5 separate regions of the Mus musculus genome follow, and regions 2, 3, 4 and 5 are each linked to region 1. The links are chromatin contacts, called in public promoter capture Hi-C maps. All regions are on one chromosome and are shown on one strand. Each heading gives the region's core, a stretch centred on a gene start, on an enhancer-like site or on the middle of the called end of the contact. The rest is flanking DNA. Distances are from core to core; before and after follow the strand shown.

Region 1 (2,727 bases), core at 143-2,642:
TTTTATAACAACTACATTTAAGTCAGTATTATTTTAACAGTTGAAGAGAACTTTTCCACTAATGTCGCTAAACCATGGATGGATCCCAACACGAGAGTCGTCTGTGGAAGTCTCGCAACAAGAAACCACCTAAGTTTCCAATCACGGGGAAGGGTCTGGGACAACTCATCTTCATGTTCTCGGGAGGAGTGGACGGAGCACACACCTGCTTTCCTCTGGCAGAGATTAAGCTCCCAGGGACACAAAGGCCAGGGAATCAGACCTGGAGAGGCAAAAAGCTTTAGCTAGATACCCACCAAGCCCCGTGGCCACCCAAACACTTCGAGTGTTTTTTTTTCTTTTTTTTTCTTTTTTTTTTACCTCTTGGAGTTACTTCTCAGGCACTTAGCGGCACAAGATGTTGCAGACCAGTGGGAAGAAGGGGAAGGCTATGCGCTCTGGTCCCAAAGTCAGGGGAGGGGTGTGGACAGTTACCTCCAGGGCCGGGGCTACAGGCCCGGACAGAGTAGCCTAGCCGCGCACGGGGCGCCGCCTGACTGCTCTCGGACCGCCCCCGTTACTCGGGGAGTTACAATGGCGACCGCAGGGCTCCCCGGACCTCCGGGTCTCGGCCCCCTTCCCCCTACCGCTCACTGGCTGCTCCGCTACATGTGACTAAACAAAACCCCCCGAGTCCAGAGCCCGGCTCGGCCCCTTTGTGTCCGCCACCGGATCCGCCGCCGCCGCAGCGGAAAGGCACCCCCCGCCCCGCGCGCCCGCCTCCGAGTCCCGCCCCGCGGCGGCCGCCGCCGCTCACCTAAGGTTCCGCGGCCCCCCGCGACCGCCGCCTCCCGGACCCCGCGGCCCGGGCTCCTTGTGCAGCAGCAACTCCGCCTCCTCGGCAGCAGCCGCCATCTTAGCCTGTGCGGCAAAACGCGTCCTTTCCGAGGGTTGGGAGCCAGCCTAGGGCGTAGCTCCCCGGGCCCGAGCGCCGCGGGCCGGGTCCCCCCACAACTTCTTCCGCCACCCTCAGTCCCGCCACCGCCTCAGCCCGGACGTCCGAAACGCGGCCGGGGCCGGGGCTAATCCGACCGAATAAGACCCCCGAAACTCACAGTTTGGTGCCGTGTGCGTCAAACCGGGGCGACGTTGGGAGCGCGCGGCGTCCCCGCGTCACACGCCGCTCTGTACGCTACTCGGCTCCAACGGCCCCCTCCGCTCCCCGCTTCTCGCCTCCGGCCTCGGTTCCCACGGCGCAGGCGCGCGGCTTTCCCGCCTCTGCCTGGCCGCCGGCCGCCGGGGGAAGCCAGCGAGGCGCGCCCGTGCTCTCGGGCCGCCGGAGCTCCCGTGCCAATCAGACCCACGGGGGGCGGCAGCAACGCTGCACCGCTGCTCTCCCGTGCCAAAACCAAACAAGGTCACCTCCCCCAGCGGTGACCTAACCACTCCGGAGGAGGTTCCCGCCCCAAAGTAGGCACGCTCCAAATATGGTGGCGACCAAACTCTGCAAGACCCAAGTACCAGGAATGCCTAGGCCCTTTAAGGTGGAATAGGCCCATCTCTGGTGTCTGCAATCGCTAGTTTGCCAAAAACCTGTTCCCTTTTCCAGCTGTTGAAAGAACCAGCAACATATATCAGGCCTACCTTGGAGAACTGGCACAGACAGGTTTTATGATGTTAAACAGGCCAGGTGGCAAAAGCATCAGGTATAGAAATTCAGTTACCCAGACAAGACACCCAAAAAGAAGGCCCGGATTTGGGTTCCTTGGACTCTGCAAGGGCAGATTCTGCACTAAGGAACATGCCTTGATTGTCCAAATTGGAGTCATGCAAAGAGACGTCAGAAATGCTGGTTAACTCTTCAGGTAATCAATAGATTCCCCAGAGGGTCTTCTAAATCTCCCTTTTAACAAGCATTCAGCCATGGGCTTCTGAGGGAAGCAGCGCACTAATTAGAGGTATTCGCTTTGCTTTTGAACCGAGTCAACAAGTTCCTAACCTGTTGAAGGTGAGCTAAACGTTCTAGAATACTCTGATGGGCCTGCCTTACTAAATTCTTTGGTTTCGCTGAACTTTTTCTCATGAAAAACTTTAAAACGTTTTTTAGTAGTTAAGCAGTAATCATGAACTATGCACCTCCAAGCCTTCGAGATATTATTAACATTCACAGGAATACACCATAATTACATTTATTTGTCAAGAATGGGAGTATCTTTCCTGAAAAACGGTGCCTTCAGAAGCAGCAAATGTATCCCAAAGAACGAACATTTCACTATCCACTCTAATTATTTCGCTTGCTAGTAACTGCTGACAACTAGAGTTCATGCTGTGTGTGTGTCAGGCATTCTTGTCACCTGTTCAAGTTCATTACAACCTAAAGTGGCAAAGAGAGATTAGACTGTTGAGCTGTTTCAAAATGAAAGCTTTCCTTCATATATACGAATAGATAGATACACAACAAATAAATCTGTGTCCATTTTCAGCCAACTGCTTGGAGGAGATGCACTTTAGAGACTTATTCTCATCTCATGAGTTTGGGTTTTGCTTGAATGTATGGCTGTGCACCGCATGCTTCATGCCTGGTACCACAGAGTCCAAATGAGCCTCAGGAAGGACCTGAAACTGGAGCTGCAAATGACAGGCCATCATGTGGAAATATCACAAGGGACCTGATCCTGAGTCCCCAGCAAGCACATAAGGTACTCTTGGCCAGTGAGCCATGTCTCCTGACCCACCAGGTCTGTTAAC
Region 2 (2,727 bases), core at 72-2,571, 1.9 Mb after region 1:
TATGGAACTGTCTATCAAACAAGGTTCTTTTTGTTTGTTTGTTTTTCGAGACAGGGTTTCTCTGTATTGCCCTGGCTGTCCTGGAACTCTCTCTGTAGACCAGGCTGGACTTGAACTCAGAAATCCGCCTGCCTCTGCCTCCCCAGTGCTGGGATTAAAGGCGGGTGCCACCACGCCCGGCTCAAGCAAGGTTCTTAAAGGTTACAGCTACGGGCTCTGTTTCCTGTACCTTATACGAGGTCACTACAGAAAAAACTCAATAGGTGAGGCACTTAGGCTATAAAAGAAAACAAGACTGTAGGGCCCCAGTCTATCCTCTACCTCATCAAGCAAGGGAAGACTCTACAGGCCCCAGAACTCAGCAGCACAAACACTGCCATCTCAAGACAGTCCTCGGGATGCAACAACAACGCTGGATATGATACAATGAATAACAGCTTATGACCCCAGAGTGACTGTGCTCACCTTCTGACCTGACTCCACCTTTGAATCTTTCTGTATATGCCCCAGATACAGCTTTGACCCTAAGCAGAGGTGGTCCTTCCAGACCCAAGCCTCCTTTACTGGATAACCACCTGCTAGCATGACCCTTGTACTACTAACTCTACCCACCAGGAAGTAAGTGTGCAACCCGAAGCAGTCTATCCTCTGCAATCACCACCAAAGGCCTTAACCCACAAGCCCCTGTGGTCTCTCTTCCTGGCAAGACCCTTCTCCGACCTGATTCACACCCCAGCAGTGGCCCTTCATAGCGATGGCCTGATTTACATCCCAGCAGTGTCTTTTCCCGCAGACCCTGCCCGGAGAGATGACTCCCTGCGGCCCTGATCTGACCCACACCTCAGTCGTGACTCTCTAGGTCTCAGACTTGATTCACACCCTGGACACGATCCTCCTTGCTGCCCCTGCTTAAAGCGGTGACCGTCACGCGCCCTGACTCGAACCACACCCCAGCAGCGACCCTCCTGGGCTGCTCCTGCCTCCCGCGGCCTGGCGACGCCTTACGCCTCACCCTCGGCCAGGACCCGCCGCACCCGCAGACGCAGCTCGCCCAGCTCCACTGTCTGCCCCACGAAGTCACTCTGATCACGGCCCGCAGCTCCGCCAAGAGAACCAGGGCCCGCCAGGAAGTCCAGCGCAGACTGCAGCAGCGACATGGCGTCGGCCGCTCCGCGGCAGCGGGAGCCAGGCTCCAGCTCCGCACTGCCGGGTTAGCAGCTGCGGGCGAACAACCCGGCCATCTTCCGCCCGCGCCGTGACGTAAATCAGAGAGCGAGTTGCGTCCCGACGCTGCGGCCCCGCCCTGACGCAGCAGGCGGAAGGGCGCGTGTTTCTGCAGAGCCAGCAGCAGCAGCAGGCGCAGGCGCAGAGGGTGCGATCCTACGGACCTCAAGCTCCTAGGAGGCACGGAGGTAGGGCTGTCGCCATCTGACCCTAACCTCATCTGGTTGCTTCCGCTGGCCCAGGTCCAGCCTAGGTGGCTAGAGCGTCGCGGGACGTTGGGCGCGCGCTGCGGACCGCCCCAGAGCCCGCCGCTCGCGCCTGACGCCTCAAGGTAAAGCGAGGCCTGGAGCCCACCCTAAGTGTCCCTAATGCCCGGTTTAGGAGAGGAGGGTATCTTGCAGACAAGCAGCCAGCCTATGAGCCACAGACACTTATGTTTTGGTCCACACAGGTTTGGGGGAGGATGAACTAGTTGCTAGAATTAAGACCGAAAAACGTAGTTTTAAAAGGGGGCGGGAGAAAGCTTCACAACGTGTATACAAAAGTCACCTGGCAGCACTGGACGCAGAATCCCGTGTGATGTCAAACACTTAGAGCTGTCCATCTCAGGTGAGGCAAAGTCATGGGATTCCCCACTCGTCTCTGTACCTCCGAGGTTTCTGAAGCCATATGAAGTTGCAGAGCCTTGGGTAGAGTTTGTGCTTTTGGACTGAAAAATGGATCCTTAAGCCCAAATCAACATCTTAACTGTCCCAGGATTGTATGCTATTAAATACGCCTTGGGGGGGGGGGGGGCGCTACCTGCTCTTTAAAAAGTCAAGTAGAAAAGAAATGAAAGATTATCATTAGTATACAGTGAGGTACGTGGTAGGTGAGACAGTAGTTTCCTAGAAATGGTGAAGTGGAAGCTTTGGATAACACCTGGAGGAATAAAGAACTGATGAAGTAGAGATGGTACCTGTAGGTAACTGAGGAGATTTGTGAAGAAGAGTGTGGGAGCTGAAAGGGCAGTGTGGTGTTAACATGATCTTAGATGGGAGACTTGAGCAGCCTAAAGCCAATGGGAAAGAGTGAAGTCTTTCCAGTATAGTGGAGAGGAGTACTGTCTCAGAATAGTAGGACAGTCAAGTCACATCCAGATAGAGGATATGTAGTGTTGGTATAGAAATGGCACCTTTCTATAAGAGAATCACTTATAAGATGCAGGGAGGAGGAAGTAGCTACGGCTTGCAGTTGCAGGTAACTTTATGTTATTACTGGAATGAAGTTGAAGGGATTTTTTATTTTTTGGTGGCTTCAGATCTCATTATTTAGAAGGAAAATAAATCTGAAAGCAAAAGGAAAAAGTAGGGAATTGGAGGCTTGGTAGCCTTCAAGAGACCTAAAACATCATGAGAAACATCATGAACAATTCACTACAGCGTATAGTGAAACTTGACACCATAAACTCTTGCTGGCATGACCTAGGACAAGTGGAAATTTCTAAATCATGTAATTATAGAT
Region 3 (2,727 bases), core at 166-2,665, 1.7 Mb before region 1:
GCATAGGACATCTCAGTTTGTCTTTAGGTAAGACCTGTCTGTACCACACAGGGTAAGGAAAATGACAGCCACAGTTTACCCTGGCATGAGTGCTGCTGCTGGCATCATGGGATGGTTCGTAGCATAGTCTTCCTTTGAGTCTCTTCTACATCCCAAATTAACACATGCAAGAACGTTCCCTCAAAGGCAAACTGGCAAAAGCCTCTCTGAAAAGCAATGCGCTTCCCTTATTGTTCTTGAGCTGTGGGGCTGAGCAACCCCTTCTTGTTATGGTCACAGGAAAGCAACTTAAGGGGCCAGAGATATGGCTCGGCAATTAAGAGCACATACTCTTCCTATTCTGAGCGCCTGCATAATGCAGGGAGGGACTTACAACACCTACAACGCCAGATCCAGAGGCTTCAGGGCCCTCACAGGCCTCTGTGGGCTCCAGACATGCAAGCAGAGCACCTGCATACATGTAACAAACAAACAAAACAAAACAAAAACAAATCAATCATCTAAAAATGCAACTTTCACCTTGGAGGGTCCCTCAGTGCACTGGGCCCCTTCTGATCTCTCCATGTCCATGGCTTCTGGAAGCCCTCCATTCTAGTTTGCATTTTATTTCTGCTTATGATATTTCTTCTCTTCTCAAATGCTACACGGATGCTCAACCACGGTACATGCAAAAATACGTTCTGCATGTGTTTGTGTCTTAGTGCACATTGATGCAAGAGAACACACTAAGTTGGCGAGGCACATGTTAACACCCTAAGGAGTGACCACACTTCTAGTATTAGGGAAGAAAATAAAACAGATTATAGATACACAATCCACTAAAAGGTTTGCAGTCTAATAATTCTGGTCTTTAACTTTTCTGTCTGTTGAAACCTTTTCTGAACTATCTGAGGAAGAGTCGCAAGAAGTTGGTAAATATCTGTATATCGAATTAGAGATTGCCTGACAAATTTCATATCATGGGATAAAGAAAAAATTATAAACTGCCCAGCTCCCTTAAAGTAACGGTGTTAACAAATATCTCATGCACTTCTGGTATCTCTGCTACCAGTAAAACTTTTACCTGCCCAACACCAACTGTGTTTGCCTTCATACATTTGGCAATCAAAAGTTGTACACTGCTAACCCACCCAAACAGAGACCCTCTATGAACCAAGTTGCTTTGCATTTCACAGTTGCAAATGAAGCTGCAGTGGGTTTCCCAGCCCTCTCTTGCACTCTTCTGCATCCTGCTCACCCACACTCACCACTGTGAGATAATGCAGGGGCTCAGGTTGCTACTTGCACAGGAAGATTTGCAGCTCGGGTCTTTGGAAGGTGCAAGAGGCTCTGGCTTCTGCTCTGCAGAGCTCTTGGAGCCTCTGTGGTCGTGGTCAGGAGCAGGGAACCCGAAGAGAGCAGAGGAAGTAGCAGGCAGTGGGGCGGAAGGGAGGGTGGGGCGCGACATGGGGAAGATGCAATCAGGGGAGCCCTGGGGCTGGGGCCCCCTTTGGGACAGGTGCGGGGCCAAGCCATGGGGAAAGGGGCAGGGGCGAGTCCTGGTGCAGGGGCGGGAAGGGGGGAGTCTCTGTGGGGCGTGGTTGGAGTGGCGTCTTGGGGTGAGGGCTCACCTAGGGGTTCAGCCAGATCCGGAAACCTGGGCAAACTTTTTGCCCTAATTCAGGCTCACATTGGACTCTGAGAAGCCAGCATCCAGGAAAAGACAAAGCGAAAGTAACAGTTTCTGTGGTGTGTTTTGAATTTTTTTTGTTTTTTGTTTTTGAATTTTGTTTTGTTTTGTTTAACAAATGGGATAAAATAAACAGGAGATGAATATATGCTTATCACAGAACAGGACAAACAATGGGTCAGGACGACAAAGGATATGTTTTGTTAAGTGCCCATGCTTTTAATATAATTTGATTTATAGCTTCTTTTTATAACTGAAGAGACCAATTAAGAAATAATTCAGTGTTTACGATTGTAATCCCTATAATCGAGAGGCTGGGACAGGAGGTTGGGAGTTTGTGTGCCAGGCCTAAACATCGAACTCTATCTGAAAAAGAGCAAGAAGAGGGCACAGTGATTAAGTATGGACTGTTTACTTGGGTCAGACTGCTCTGTGTGTGTGTGTGCGTGTGCGTGTGCGTGTATAGCATTGGACGAACCTTAAGCCAATGTTGAAGTCATCCAAGTAAAATTTCAGTACTCAAGACGTTTTTAACATTCAAGCATGGATTAAGAAGGGACATTAAGTCGGCGCCCGACTCCCAGCCCCACCCTACCCCGCCCGGTTCTACAGTTTTAGCTTCTAGATGTGGCCACCTGTCCTGAAATGAAGGAGATGGTTGTACCTCAAACCTGACTAAAATCTCTCTTGTAAGTCTGTGTATGACTTCCACACCCGGTGCCTGCGGAGGCCAGAGAGATCTCTAGATCCCCGGGAACTAGAGTTACGAATGGCTGTGACCGCCCATGTCCCAGATCCTCAGGAAAGAACAGCAAGTGCTCTATACCATGGAGCCATCTCTCCAGCCATGGCTGAGAGCTTTGAGACTCAATTACAAGCCTACATTTTCTGGTTTGGTAGGAAGACAGTATCATTAAGTGAATCCTCTCGCTTTCTGGGAATAACTACTAAATGGAAGTTTGCCGGTTGTGACGGTGAGGTACTAAGGATCTGTGTGGTGTACGTGTGTGATGTAGGTGTGTACACATGCTGGAACATGTCTTTTCTGGTCTTGTCTA
Region 4 (2,727 bases), core at 107-2,606, 1.6 Mb after region 1:
CATGTCTCAAAAAGCAAAAATAAAATAAAATAAAATAAAATAAAGAAAAGCTGGGGTTGCAGGTATAAACAATTTAGACAGTGGCTTGGGAGAACTCAGAAGCACTCTGTAGACATGACTCCCATATGAGAAAGTTTGCTTATAATATAGTAATAGCACAAAATGGCAGGCTAACCAGGTAACAGTTACCTAGGACTTAACATTCCATCTAGATTTTAATATTTTATCTAGGTCTTTATACATCTGAACCAAAATTTACTTATTTTGAAGAAGAAACTTGTTCTTTATAATCAAAGATTGAACTTACTAGCACTGATATAATGAAGAATATTTAGTTCCCAGCAAGCATTTTGGAGAAAATGTTGAATGAAAAAATTAACTCAAGGCTGGTGTTCTAGCTCAGTGCTGAAGCTGCATCTAGTAAGGTGGGTAGGAGGGGATGGTTGACAATGATAGTCTCCTGGAAACCAGACATCTTAAAGCATTGCCACAGTCCAGCTGCCAGTCTATCAACAAAGAACACGATGAACTAAACTGTGCACGTAGATTTAACTGGCTTAGTCCTTTCAAAAGTTACAACTTTCCACTATTAATTAATGTGACAGTATGTGAGGATTTGCGTGTGTTGAGACAGGTTTTTTCTGTATTGCCCTGGCTGTCCTGGAACTTGATTTGCCTGCCTGAGTGTCGTGTCCTAAGTGCTGGGATTAAAGGCGTGAGCCACTGTCGCCCAGCTGAGCTTATCTTAAAAAAAAAAAAAAGTGATTTCTGTGATGAACGTGGCACTAGTTATTAGTAATCACTTGGAACGAAGCAGATATCGGACTCTCATAAGATAAACCTTTTTTTTTTCTTGTCTTCCTTTCAAAAGCAAGTATGCAGAGGGCCATAGCTCATGGTATGCCAAACATTTTCATTACTTTAGATCAGACTACCAGTTTCCTGACTTAGCCACTTGTGGTACCGAGGACAGCCACTTCTTTGAAGGCTTCATTTCTTTCTCACAAATGAGAACAGGGAGCTCTGATCTGAATGCTGTGAAGTAGTTGTAAAGGCCTGTCCTCCCCACTCTGCTCTTTTCACTCCGCGCCCTAATCCCGACAGCTAAGGAGATAGGAAAAGGAAGTTCTTTAGTAAGGACCAGGGCTCCCCTGCCACGTGGCCCTCCGCGGGCCCTTCTGCCCGCAGAGCAAGCGAGCTCCAGGGCCCGACGGAGGAGACGCCGGGTCGCCGTGCGTGGGGGAGCGGCAGGCGGAAGCTGCGGGCTGCCAAGCCCCGCGGCTCCCGCCCGTCCGGGAGGGGGTAGGGGCGGGGCGTGCACACGGAAATCCATCGAGGAGGGCGGGTGGGACCTGGGGAGTTCGACTTCCGGTGGCGCAAAGCGTGCCGGGATCAGCTTGCGGCAAACCTCCTTCCCCGGCCCGTAGAGAGACCACCGTTAGCGCCGCTCCTGCTCGCACAGCCTGCTCTCGGCCACACGCTTGGCCGCTGCGGCTCCCGCAGTGTTCGGCCCGGTCCACTTGGTTTCCCAGGCAGCCGGCGTGCGCTCAGCTGCGGCTTCGGCAGACATGTTGTGAGGCGGCGGCGCGGGTGCCTGAAGGATGGTTTGGCCGAGGCGGCTGCAACCGCTGCTGGTGGCGGCGTCCTCGGGGGCTCCGGCTCTGTAGAGCTGACCCTGCTCAGTGTCCGCCCGGGACCGCGGCCGGGCGGGTATTCCTCTGTCTTGCGTGCGCTCCCGTGCCGTTTAGGTTCGGTTAGACGACAGCGCCAGTCCGTTTGAGGCGACACGCAGGGTGGTTCTCCAGCCCTGGGAGTGGTGTCCCTAGAACCCTCAGCCCCCTGACCTTTCCTTCATATTCCCACTAAAATCTCTCACACAGTGGGTGTTCCCTGCCCTCCAGCCCTCCTTCCTGGTTTCTGCACTCTCTTCTCTGAGCTTCCCGGACCCCAACATCCCTCTCCAGGGACAGCCTGTTGAGAAATCTTCGTGGAGTGGTGGACCAGAGGCGAGGAGTTTAAAAGTTGGGGCTTGAAAGACAGGAAGATACGATGGCTTCCTCGTCTGGCAACGACGATGATCTCACTATCCCCAGAGCTGCTATAAATAAGATGATCAAAGAGACTCTTCCTAATGTCCGGGTGGCCAACGATGCCCGAGAGCTGGTAGTGAACTGCTGCACGGAATTCATTCACCTTATATCTTCTGAAGCCAACGAGATTTGTAACAAGTCAGAAAAGAAGACAATTTCACCAGAGCATGTTATACAAGGTAAGCGATTTGTGTGGGATTTGGTTTCGATGAAGGATCAGGGGAACAGTCAAGCTAATAGAGTAACCACTTGGCGTCACAGAGCCTTCATTCCACTTCACTAGTAAGCACAGTTAATGAAAAGTCAAAACGGCATAGAGACAGCTTGTACCTTAAGAAAACACCTATGTAGCATTCTTCTGACATTGTTTTCATCCGGCTAGTGCAAATAAGGAGTGCAGACATTAGGGTCAACAGACATCCGCAACCCCTCACTAGTACAGTTTCCAATCAGGTCTTAAAACAACAAGAATTGACTGCCCACAGCTAAACGTGGATAATAACAACTGAGAAAGGAAACTCAAAGTTCTCTCTTGGAAAGTTAAATTTTAGAACTTCGAGCATGAGTTGAGTCAGAGAGTACCTCTCCCTCACCTGTATCGAGGAAAAGATTCATTTTTGAACACAGGGGTAGGAAA
Region 5 (2,727 bases), core at 142-2,641, 1.3 Mb before region 1:
AGAAAAACCATACACAAATACTAAAAGCTGGTACGCACAAAGTGTAGGTGAGACTCTACTTACAACCTCAGACAGTCATAATAACAGCGACAACAGTAAGCTTCAAGGTTAGCGGGGTATGGTGGACACTGAACATCCTCAGGGTCCACCAGGACTGGGTACCAACTCTCAGTGCCAGCTATGGTTTCTGTCCTCATCCAGCTGTGGTTTCTGAATCTATTTTACTGATCCAGTCACTTCCTCTGCAACCCCAGAAACAAAGATTGAATGCTATCTGACAAAATACATTGTAACGGGACAAAGCACAGTGTGAACTCCAAGCAATCAACAACGCCTCCAATCACACTGTCGTTCTTTGATTCTCATTGAGAAAGCAGAGGAAACGTTAGAAAGCGTGTCCAAGGCCTTCCAGATGTCTTAACTACAATTCTCACAGCATTCACAGGCCAAACTGGGTTACTTTGTAGCTGGAGTTACTAACCTGCCAGCTCGCTTAGGTTTCTGGGTCTGAGTATGGTAACTTTTGCTTTTGAATAGTGGGGTTCTGGTTAATGATTCAAACCAACACTTTCCAATGCTTCTGTGGCATACAAATGCCTCAACACTTGGATTTTTTTAAAGTGTGTGTGTGTGTGTGTGTGTGTGCGCGTGCGTGTGTGTTCACGGGGCGGTCACAGTACAGCTGCAGTAGTTTGTTTTCTCCTAGTATATAGCTTCCAGGTTTGGACTCAGGTTGTCAGACTTAACAGCAAGCACCTTTTCAGACTGAAGAATCTTCCTGCTCCAACCTTTTTCCACTCTAGATACAACTCCTCAGTAGAGGATCTGCAGTGTTTCCTATTCTCTTTTTTTTAGCCTAGCCTTTTCAGCCTTCACATTCACATCTAGGTACTGCACTATTATGAAGAATAATGAAGGAACCCACTCTACAAATTTTTAGAAGCAAACATTTTGGACAAAGGACAGTAATACGAGACAAAGCAATGACCCCTGGCATATGAACCACTTTCTGTCATGACAAGGAACCACATCCACACTGGCAACATAGTGCAATGTGTCTATTTGACACAACTCGCTCCTAAAATACTGAACACAAGTCAGAATCTAGAGTCTGAAAAGCAAACCCAAGGACTCCTGCGGTATAACTCTGTCCACCAGAGAGCGCCAAAGCCTTACACATATTTTATGTTACGCATTTCAAAGCTTAAAAAGGTTAAGAAAGCAGTTGAGGCCCGCTACCACACAACTGGTAAAGTGGCATTTTTGATACTTTCTTTATCAGTTTACTGGCCGTCCACTGCTCCCAGACACGACATTAGGGGACAAGGAAACACTTAAGGAGTTTATAGTCTAACAAAGGTCTTTACCTTGTCTCCTCTTCACTGACAGAAGACAGCACCCAGGCTCAAGGGAGGTGTCTCCCTGTCTCCAGCCTCAATGCATATGAAGAACCAGCCCTCCTTGTTTGATAGCAGTCGGATCAGAGGAGCTTTGGAGATACCTAGCTACACCCTCTACCTGTATGTATAAGGCCAGACTTAGTCAAGAACACAATCACAGTTGATGCTAACCCAGGATTCAGCACATACCTAGAATTTCCCTAGTAACACACACGCTTTGTTTAATCCTCCACAAAATTTATTCTTTAAGAGGTAAACTTAGGGCTGGAGAGATGGCACTGGCTGCTCTTCCAAAAGTCCTGAGTTCAATTCCCAGCAACCACATGGTGGCTCACTACCATCTATAATGAGATCCAATGCCCTCTTCTGGTGTTACTCATTTATATAATAAATAAATTAATTTTTAAAAAAAGAGGTAAACTTAGATACAGGACACCTGTATCTGTATCTAGATACAAGAAACCTGACAAGAACCAATGAGCTCATTAGCCAAAGCCCAGAGTAGCAACTTTGCTTCAGAGTCCAAGTGGCATTTTGAATTGTGCCTAAACCTCCAGATTGGGATTCTGAGTCCAATTCTCATGTCAATAAAGAAAGCTGAAGATAATATGGCGCTTCAAAGTCACATGACTGCTAGGTTGGAAAGAGATAAGATCAAAGAGTCATTCCATACATAGTAACGCTGTAGTAAATACAATTTCTAGCTCACAGTAAATGTCTCTACTTTATCATCACTAATTAGCCCCCCTTCTCTTTTTCCCTTCGGAACCTTAGTCTTTGTTTTTAAGATCTATTCTTTTGTTTTAATTATGTGTCTGTGCTGGGGGACTAAAGTTGGGTATGGGTGGCTGTGAGCCACTCAGCATGGCTGCTGGGAGCTGAACCGGGGTCCTCTGGGAGACACGCTCTAATCACTGAACCATCTCTCCAGTCTGCAGACCCCAATCTCTTATGTGTGTTCATTTGGAACTCTCACAAGTTAAACTATGACAGCTCATGAGGGCAGAACTGGAGGCTAAAGTACTAGAGTGACCCCAGAATATACAAGACAGGGGTATGGGTCCCCAGTCTCAAATCTCATTTCATTCATTCATTCACTCATTCATTTATTGCTTCCTGGGAACAAAACACTAATTTTGAGACATATGCACCCATGTGACTGCTGTGGTTTCCAGTCTCCTGAAACACACTTGCACATCATTCCTCCAGAGGATGTCAGCGATCTGCAGTTACGAAGCACTCACTCATCTGCCCACCTCACAGGCCTCTGAACCATCCCTGAGCTGCAGGAGGTTGAAGTGCCTCAGCTGGAGAGTGTTAATAGATC

The links. Promoter capture Hi-C pulls out the DNA fragments that hold promoters and counts their contacts. Capture Hi-C pulls out chosen DNA fragments and counts their contacts.
Region 2: a promoter capture Hi-C map of pre-B cells shows a contact between it and region 1, with 2.7 times the contacts expected there. The contact joins the promoter of Tmem175 here to the promoter of Zfp644 in region 1. A contact is called at or near these places in 1 of 39 promoter capture datasets (pre-B cells) and 1 of 9 other capture datasets (liver).
Region 3: a contact with region 1 is called in a promoter capture Hi-C map of pre-B cells, with 2.9 times the contacts expected there. The contact joins the promoter of Abcg3 here to the promoter of Zfp644 in region 1. A contact is called at or near these places in 3 of 39 promoter capture datasets (liver and pre-B cells).
Region 4: a contact with region 1 is called in a promoter capture Hi-C map of liver, with 2.5 times the contacts expected there. The contact joins the promoter of Dr1 here to the promoter of Zfp644 in region 1. A contact is called at or near these places in 1 of 484 Hi-C or Micro-C datasets (CD4 T cells), 2 of 115 datasets of contacts at active chromatin or transcription factors (embryonic stem cells and thymic regulatory T cells) and 2 of 9 other capture datasets (adipose tissue and liver).
Region 5: a promoter capture Hi-C map of the HPC-7 cell line shows a contact between it and region 1, with 4 times the contacts expected there. The contact joins the enhancer-like site here to the promoter of Zfp644 in region 1. A contact is called at or near these places in 6 of 39 promoter capture datasets (the 3T3-L1 cell line, 3T3-L1-derived adipocytes, the C10 cell line and 3 more) and 2 of 9 other capture datasets (adipose tissue and liver).

The regions. Positions count from the first base shown.
Region 1 is chr5:106,695,438-106,698,164 of GRCm38.p6, forward strand. It overlaps Zfp644 (zinc finger protein 644), which reads right to left and starts at 1,393. Exons shown (of 10, transcript NM_001363318.1): 1 at 1,095-1,393; 2 at 206-262.
Region 2 is chr5:108,628,489-108,631,215 of GRCm38.p6, forward strand. It overlaps Tmem175 (transmembrane protein 175), which reads left to right and starts at 1,322. Exons shown (of 11, transcript NM_001163532.1): 1 at 1,322-1,412. It overlaps Gak (cyclin G associated kinase), which reads right to left and starts at 1,289. Exons shown (of 28, transcript NM_153569.2): 1 at 1,013-1,289. The coding sequence starts at 1,157.
Region 3 is chr5:104,981,302-104,984,028 of GRCm38.p6, forward strand. Abcg3 (ATP binding cassette subfamily G member 3) reads right to left here and starts at 1,416. Exons shown (of 16, transcript NM_030239.2): 1 at 1,248-1,416.
Region 4 is chr5:108,267,541-108,270,267 of GRCm38.p6, forward strand. It overlaps Dr1 (down-regulator of transcription 1), which reads left to right and starts at 1,357. Exons shown (of 3, transcript NM_026106.4): 1 at 1,357-2,269. The coding sequence starts at 2,050.
Region 5 is chr5:105,404,005-105,406,731 of GRCm38.p6, forward strand. Gm26519 (predicted gene, 26519) reads left to right here. Exons shown (of 3, transcript NR_166586.1): 3 at 1,390-2,727. Among named protein-coding and RNA genes, the nearest start is that of Gm32051, 4.0 kb to the right of the region's middle. Within about 2 kb of position 1,392, at least 27 of the 459 cell types and tissues checked have an H3K27ac peak or open chromatin away from gene starts, as enhancers often do. A contact at or near this core is called in the HPC-7 cell line, where this site is marked.